Linked DNA regions of Capra hircus: region 1 is linked to region 2. Evidence: chromatin contacts called from public Hi-C data. All regions are on one chromosome and are shown on one strand. Each heading gives the region's core, a stretch centred on a gene start, on an enhancer-like site or on the middle of the called end of the contact. The rest is flanking DNA. Distances are from core to core; before and after follow the strand shown.

The links. Hi-C and Micro-C count contacts between places; a contact is called where the count stands out from the background.
Region 1: a Hi-C map of liver shows a contact between it and region 2, with 4 times the contacts expected there. The contact joins the promoter of DNAJC27 here to the enhancer-like site in region 2. A contact is called at or near these places in 2 of 5 Hi-C or Micro-C datasets (blood and liver).

The regions. Positions count from the first base shown.
Region 1 is chr11:73,975,775-73,980,198 of ARS1.2, reverse strand. It overlaps DNAJC27 (dnaJ homolog subfamily C member 27), which reads right to left and starts at 2,651. Exons shown (of 7, transcript XM_018055557.1): 1 at 2,403-2,651. The coding sequence starts at 2,489.
Region 2 is chr11:73,858,788-73,862,936 of ARS1.2, reverse strand. EFR3B (protein EFR3 homolog B) reads left to right here. Exons shown (of 23, transcript XM_018055556.1): 7 at 861-995; 8 at 1,439-1,517; 9 at 2,276-2,384; 10 at 2,680-2,841. Among named protein-coding and RNA genes, the nearest start is that of POMC, 27 kb to the right of the region's middle. Within about 2 kb of position 2,841, at least 1 of the 5 cell types and tissues checked has an H3K27ac peak or open chromatin away from gene starts, as enhancers often do.

The DNA of each region.
Region 1 (4,424 bases), core at 1,402-3,901, 120 kb before region 2:
TTTGTCCTTTGAGCCAAGGATTATTTACTAGGGCATGCCTTTTTAACCTAAAATTATTTATTTGTATATCTTCCTACATTTTCTAAATTCTTTAAAATGAGTATGTTTTACTTTTATAACTAAGGCAAACATTTTTTGATTACACTTAAATATTTCATCTATAAAAAAATTATTTTTGAGAAAGGCATTCAAAAGGAATCCACTCTAAGACCAAACAGTAAATAGTTGTAACAAAAGTATTATTAAATGCCCCTACTTTCCCAGTTTAACTATTTTTGTTGTAAACTGAATTTCCTTATACATTTGATTTATTTCTGGACTCCAGTCTGTTTCACTAATGTCTCTGTATTTACTTTCCAGTATCAATAGGAAAAGCTTAGTAACTTTAAAATATGTTTTAATATCTGGTAGTGTTAGTTTCCTCTCATTTCTTCTCCTCAATTTTCTTGGTTAGTCTCACATTTAATTTTTCATAAGGATTTTTAGTACCTTTTACTATGTTCTGAAGAAAAAAACTACTGATGTTTTAACTATAATTGAGTGACATTTGTAGATTATTTTAAAGAACTGATATCTCCAAAATATTGAGTGATCCTAATTAAGAGGACACACACCTTTCCACTTATCTAAGTAATTGCATGTCTCTATAAAAATGTTTCTTTATAATAGGTCCTAGGACCTACCTATATCTTCTGAAGTTTAAGCCTGGGCACTTTATTTTGGTCATTATTGTAAATTAAAACAGTTTTTCAATTATATAATCCAAAAATTATAATTCTGATACAGTAAAGCTGTAAGTTTTATATATTAATTTTGTCTTATTGTTTCTAATAGGTTTTCAGTTAATTCTCTTTGTGTTTTCAGATAAACAATCATATCATTAACATATAATGGCAATTTTGCTTTCTCCTTTTTAGCATTTCATACTTATTTCTTTCTCCCTAACTGCACTGGTTAATAAATCTAGAACTGTATTACATGAACGTGGTTGACACTGGACATTTTAAGCTATTTCTAAAGTTGAATCATTAAACATAGCAAAATTTTAAAAGTGAGCATGCTCACTTAGCCAGTTTAGTATTTAGTATATGACCTTCTAGAGGTCTGTCTTTTCTTTTCAATGCCTGGCACATAGTTTACATTCAGTAATCATTGACTTTCAGCTATGTTAGTACATACATATACATAGATATATAAACAGTACAAAATAATAAATGGAAAGAAAAGACACTAATAAACATTTAGTGAGCATCAACTACGTGCAGGTCTTTGGCATAAACACTCCCATTAACAGCTCTCTGGGCATGTAGATCCTACTAGGAGTTGATTTTGACAGCAAATAATGATTGGAAAGGGGGGCTTCCCGGTTGCTCAGTGGTAAAGTATCTGCCGGCAATGCAGGAGATGCGGGTTCGATCCCTGGGTTAGGAAGATCCCCTGGAAAGGGAAATTGAGGGAAATACTCAATCTAGTATGCTTGCCTTGGAAATCCCACGGACAGTGGAGCCTGGCGGGCTACAGTCCATGGGGTCGCAAAAGTCCTGGCGACTAAACAATGATGGAAAGAACATTGCAATGGGAGTGTGAAGACCCAGGTTCTAATTCTGTCTCAGTCACTGATTTGATGACCTTGGAAGGTTCTTAACTAACAGCTTCCACTCACCCTGAAGAAGAGACAATTTGGATGAAGAAGAGGCGGTCTTAGAATTCACGTGGGGATAAAGACCTCCGTTCACCTCTTGCCCTCCCTACCCCCAATACTACGGGAGAGCTTAGAGCTGATAGCCAGTAGACGCACCATAGAAAAAGACAGTGGATCTAAGACTTCTTTGCAATAATGCATGTGGTGACACTATCGGAGATAAACACAAAACAAAATAGAGCAAGTTCCTTGACATCCACTGCACCTCCCTGTGAAACACTTCAGCATCAGTCACGCTCTCTTACAAATGAAATGTAGATTCTGGGCTCCACATCTACAGAGTAAATTTTACAAATCCCCATCCTCACACACAGCCCAGTAAGTTATTAGCTCCCATGCTCTGCTGGGGTAACTAAACTTTTATTCTCCACCTCAAAGTCCTGTACGGGTCACCCAGAACGCAGATATGTTATCCAAGCAGACGATCTGACATGAGGACCTAGGCCTCCTCTCTCTTTGGGATGTAGTCAACGGTTAGAGGCCACTCGAGACACCTTCTTAGGTGTCGGAGGGGGGCAACCCAAAGGTCAAAAAGGTCAGGAGAGTTTTTCCCCGTGGAGCCGTGTGCCTCCGGAGACCCAGGCCTGCTCAGGGGCGGGGAGGAGGCCGGGCGACCAGGCTGTTGAGTGGCCGCCCTCCCAGCCAATCGGCACGTCGCTCCGCCGCGCTGTGGTCCCGCCCCTCCCAGCGCGGTACTCACTTTTCCCACTTCGGCGTTGCCCATGGAGATGACTTTGATGCGCAGGGACTTGCCAGGCTCCTTCCGCTTCGGCATGCTGGCCTCCATGGCCCTCGCTCTCTCGGGGCCAGCAGCCTCGGTCTCTGCTTGTTCACCACACTGGCCCGTCCCTCAGGCTTCCTCGTCCAATGGCGGGACCGCTGCTCTCGTCACCGCCCCGGCTCCGCGGCTCGCCATCCCCGCCGCTGCCTGGCAGCGGGCGCTGGCGGTTGGGAGGGTAGGGAGCTGGGGGAGGGAGAAGAGAGTCTCGCGATGCTAGCAAGGGGCCGCGTGACGTCATCACCAGGCCCCAGAGCTGAGGCTGCTCCCTAGGGTCGCGCGATCTGGCCCGGCAGCGTCCCTAGGCAGGAAGGCGGCCTCGCGGGAGGTGGCAGAGTTTTACACTTCATGGAGCATGCGACCTTGTGCCCAGGGTAGGGTTCAGGACCTAGAAATTTGTTAGGTTCGCAGCCGAGTGGTAGAAATTTATTGACTGTTCAAGGCAGATTCTCAGGCTGGAAGTAGCTGAAATTACGGATTAGTTCAAGGTCCATCGGTGCGGATATGCCAAGTAGACCACGGTCCGTTTTGGTGTACTTTTTGTGGAGTCTTCAGTACCCATGGGCGCATCCACTGACCCCCCTCTTCCAATATTATGTTTCCCTTGGGGTCCCTATTATGTACTTCTAGCCTGCAGGTGGAACGTTCAGATTAGACCTTTTTTACACTTTCACTTCTGTCAAGGTGTGTGTGACTGTAGCTGTGAGCTCAGTTTATCTCGTTACCCTGCTACTCATCCACATTTACCCCCATCTTGTTCTCACCTTTAGCTGAAAATATAACAAGAAAATAATAATTCTGAGATAACCACTTTTCTCATTCCAAGCGATGAGACGGAAAGCGTCTTCTAGAAGAGAAAACAGTTGGAGCAACTGTCGCTTTTTGGGTCAATATATTTAGCTACAGAAGATGAATAGAATTTGACAAAAGTTTGTTTAGTGCCCTGAAAAAGAATGGCTGCCAATTTCCCACTAAATTATGAGGGGGAAGGTAGCATTGCTTCTGTTCACACATAGCTATAAACGTTTTAAATACATTACAGGAAGATAGTGACAAGGCTCAAAGTTTTGTAACAGTTATTTTGTTAGATTTTTCAAGCATTTTAATGTTAAAATTTAATTTTGAAACATTAAATGCTTATTAAGAAAAAAAAAGCTTATTTTGGATTGTTCCATAGTAAACAAGTAATGTAACTTAGTTCGGTGAAGTTTCTAAAATTCTTTGCAATTATGAAATATAAGTCCTGATTAGAATTTTGATAGTTTAAAGCTTAAAAGAATTGGATTTATACTGATTTTTCCAGACCTCCATGAATATTTTCCATTTTCATGTGGATCTCAGTATGATTTGATAAATCAATAAACATCTGTTTCTTTTATTTCCTCTTTTTTAATTTTTTTTTATTGGAGGAAGATTGCTTTACAATGTTGCGTTGGTTTCTGCCATACTGACCCTGTAATAGAACTGATATTGTGGAAGTATAATTGCAAAATGTCAAATCTTCAACTATTAAAGACATTAGGTATAATACTGTTGAGCGTGAGAGCAGTGAAGTGTGCTAAAGATGAAAATTTATTATCATTTCTTCATATTGATGTTTTCAAGATTTGAATATGTATAGCCGTATTGTTTACTAGTTGTGTTGAATTAGTTTAAAGCAGAAAAAGTAAGAAAGTTAGCTTTCTCTTCCAGTCTAAGATAAAAAGAGCAAAGAGAAGTATGTCAACTGTGTATGGAGCTGGAAGATATAGTATGGGGATTAGAAACTGAGCTCCGGAGTCAGCCCTCTTAATCCTTAACGTTGGCATGACATGGGTGTGTAGTGGCAGTCAGGGCTGCCCATGAAGTATATGGTAATCCCCAATAAACAACAGTGGTATGCTTTCATTTACTCATATTTTTTATGTTTTATCTGTTACAAAAGATTCTACATTTTTTTTATTA
Region 2 (4,149 bases), core at 1,592-4,091:
TAGCCAACAGCCATTTGACATGAGCTCCAGATACTAGATTTTAATCTGGGAACCCCCAGACATGAATTCATCCTGTTCATGCCACTTGCTCTCTTCCCCTCTGTGAAATGGGATGGAGAGCAAGGTTGCTGGTGCTGTCCACCTCTGCTGTGCATGACACCAAGTGAAGATCTTTTGAGTTCCCCACTTTCTTTCCATTGATGCTATGTAACTAGAGCTGGTTGGGAAATTTAGTATGCCCTCTGGTGGTTGTTCCTGAAATAGCATTATCTCTGACAAGCTCCTTGGTGGTCTCAGGTGGTCTAAGGATGAGGAATCCTGGGACTCCCGTTCAGATCTGAGCCCCCTCCCTGTGACTCGGGTACCACTGAGTCACATCCAAGCTAGCACCCGTTTTTCCCTCCTGAGCCTCTCTTTTTCCCTTCCTGCTTTTTGCCCTTGCTCCTCTCTCCCCTTTTCTTTTGCTTTCTCCAACTCTGCCTGCATCCCTCTCTTCTTATCTCATCTCTTGTCCCTTCCAAAGCCTTGCGGGCATGGAGATACCTGTGGTCTGCACCTCCCCAGGTCCATGGTGCTCAGGGCACCTTCCTTCCCACAGAGACCCATCAGGCCTGTCCCTAGGGTGTCCAGAAAAAGAAGTTTATCCCTCCTCCTGCCATCTTCCTCCACTCTGGGCTTCTTTACCCCATTTAACTTCTGAGAGCCTGGCCATGCCCCTGTGACCTCGCACAGCCTACATCAAGTTCCTGCTTGTCCTCCTGGGTCTGTTTGCATGAGGGAAGCACAGAAAGCCTGCACAAAGCTGACTCTCAGACTGTGCATTCCATCCTTCTTCACCCACGGGCTGTGTGTTTCCACAGCCGGTCCCCCTCCCCTCTCCAAGCACCAGAGAAGGAGAAAGAGAACCCGGCAGAGCTGGCCGAGAGGTGCCTCCGGGAACTGCTGGGCCGGGCTGCCTTTGGCAACATCAAAAACGCCATCAAGCCTGTTCTCATGTGAGTGTTCCCCTTCCCCGCCCCCCACCCCCCGGCCTCCAGCTTTGAACTGTTTCAGGTCCAGCACCTCCTTGCTGACTCGGGAGGAGGGAAGCAGGTGTCACAGTTGAGGGGCTGCAGCCAAGTTGGTCCCTTCTCTGTGCCCATGTTCTTCTGCATTGTGGCATCAAAAGCTACCACGTAGTGGCCAAGCACAGTTTTGGGGAGAGGAGTTGGCAGGAGGAGTCCCAAGGCTAAAGGAAGGCGCTCGGCTTCATTCCTGAGTCCACCGCCCCACCCCCTGTTCCTTGACTTCTCCGCTTCTCTAACCTGACCTGAAAGCCCTTGCTACTTACCTGGAAGCTTTGAGAGGGACTGGGTCTCTCAGGACGGGTTATGTTCCCACCAAGCTTCTCCTCCTTCTTTGCATTTCATAGTTACTGTCCACGTTTTTTCCCTCACAGCCATCTGGATAACCATTCTCTTTGGGAACCCAAGGTGTTCGCCATCCGTTGCTTTAAAATCATCATGTACTCAATTCAGGTATGATGGTTCTCCAGGTTCAGCTTGTCCCCTTGGCCAGGGGTACCCCTGGGAGCGGGATGGTGCACACCTGGAGAAAGCCAGCCCCTAGTCGTCTGAACTGGTGCTGCCTGACCTAGTCGTGGAGATGGACTGGTTTAAACCATCTTATTTCTAATATGTCACAGACTTCTACTTTATAAAACATGAAAAGAATTCCCAGAAAAAGTAAGTGAAAGCCTCATGCAAAATACAAGCCCACAGACCATAATTGGCTGCCGTGGCTTTGTCAGATTGCTCACTCAACACTTGCTCTCAGTTTCTGTCCTCAGCTCAATGTAAATGGGCATCAGATAGATCTTGAATTGGCACCAGACCATGGGCCACACTTTAAGCAGCACTGGACTGAAGTGCTTGTGGCCCTTACTTTAAGGCCTGGCACCTGGGGGAAATGAAAAGGAAGACAGTATTTTTAAACTGACTTTTGACGCACTTGAAGTGAAAGGGCCCAGGAAATACGTGGAAATCCAAGTCTTCATTGGGATTTGACTCAACTCCTCCTTGGACCAAGGATGGGGGAGAAACTCAGGAAGAGGAGCCAGGGTATCTGGGCTCCACCTCTAGTGCCCGCTAGCTTTGGGACCTCACTTTTTGTCCACACAACTTTGGGTCCTCCTGGAGGGCTGCCCTGGCTCAGAGGCCACGTGGGGGGGGTTGCTGTTTGGGGACCAGCACGTCTTCCTCCCCCCCAGCCGCAGCACTCCCACCTGGTTATCCAGCAGCTCCTGAGCCACCTGGATGCCAATAGCCGCAGCGCGGCCACGGTGCGGGCTGGCATCGTGGAGGTCCTGTCGGAAGCTGCCGTCATCGCTGCCACCGGCTCTGTGGGTAAGGGGGGATCTTGAGCGGAACAGGGGCTGGGAACCCCCTCAAAGATGAAGCACTGCCCTTACGGTGGGCTGTCCCTCCTTCCAGAAAAGGGCAAGGGTAGGGAGGTGTCGGAGCAGTTAACCTCAGGAGGAGAAATCAGCCAGGGAAGGTGGGGGGGCGGGGGGCGGGGGGGGTGGGCAGAGGAAGCCCCTGGCTGGAAGTGGGTCTGAGCTTGCCCGGTAAGCCTGGGCAGGGGACAATGAGCCAGGAGTGCCAGCCCCAGATGTCAGGTCTTCCGCCCTACTGTGCCCAGGGCCCACAGTGCTGGAGATGTTCAACACTCTGCTGAGGCAGCTGCGGCTCAGTATCGACTACGCTCTGACCGGGAGCTACGACGGGGCCATCAGCCTCGGCACCAAGATCATCAAAGAACACGAAGAGCGCATGTTCCAGGAGGCAGTCATCAAGACCATAGGTGGGCCCCGGGAGGGGCGGGGCCCCCCCCCGGCCAGACCTGCTGAAGGAGGGGTAGATGGGCGGTCCCCGTTCCCCCAAGGATGCTAGTCCCTGGCGTTGTAGGTTTGTCGTCCACTCAACATCTCGTTAGGGCTCCCCTGGTAGCTCAGCTAGTAAAGAATCCGCCTACAATGCAGGAGACCTGGGTTCGATCCCTGGGTTGGGGAAGATCCCCTGGAGAAGGTCATGGCAACCCACTCCAGTATTCTTGCCTGGAGAATCCCCATGGACAGAGGAGCCTGGCAGGCTGCCGTCCACAGGGTTGAAAAGAGTTGGACACAGCTGAGCGACTAAGCACGCATGCTCGCACTTGGTGTTAATGCAGGGACACTGGAAGAAGTGGAGTCAGCCCACGGTGCTTACAGCTCACAGCTCACATCGTCCCTGGGGCCAGGCCTGAGTCAGATCACAGAACAATCTCCCTGGGTTTCTCAGCCTGGAGTTCAGATCAGAGGCTAAGAGAGGCGAGCTCTTCTTGCACCTCAGTCCCCATTAGGCCTGCCTGATCCTTCCACGTCGAGGGGTTCAGTTCAGTTCAGTCATTCAGTTGTGTCTGACTCTTTGTGACCCCATGAACTGCAGCAGGCCAGGCCTCCCTTTTCATCACCAACTCCCAGAGTCCACCCAAATTCATGTCCATTGAGTCGGTGATGCCATCCAACCATCTCATCTTCTGTCATCCTCTTCTCCTCCTGCCCTCAATCTTTCCCAGCATCAGGGTCTTTCCAAATGAGTCAGCTCTTCGCATCAGGTGGCCAAAGTATTGGAGGGGAGGGGAGAGAAAGAAAGACAAAAGGAAGGAAAGAGGACAGGGAGAAAGCTATAGTATGCGCATGGACACTCTGAAGTCCACACGTGATCATAAGGGCTCAGAGTCTCCCTGCTCCAGTGCCAATGGAGCGTCCCCTCTAGGTCCCACACCTTCACCACAGCCACGGGCATAACAGGTCAGGGACAGGAGCCTGGAAGAGTCACCTCAGCCACGGGAATAACAGGTCAGGGACAGGAGCCTGGAAGAGTCACCTCAGCCACGGGAATAACAGGTCAGGGACAGGAGCCTGGAAGAGTCGCCTCAGCCACGGGCATAACAGGTCAGGGACAGGAGCCTGGAAGAGTCGCCACAGCCACGGGCATAACAGGTCAGGGACAGGAGCCTGGAAGAGTCGCCTCAGCCACGGGCATAACAGGTCAGGGACAGGAGCCTGGAAGAGTCGCCACAGCCACGGGCATAACAGGTCAGGGACAGGAGCCTGAAAGAGTCACCTCA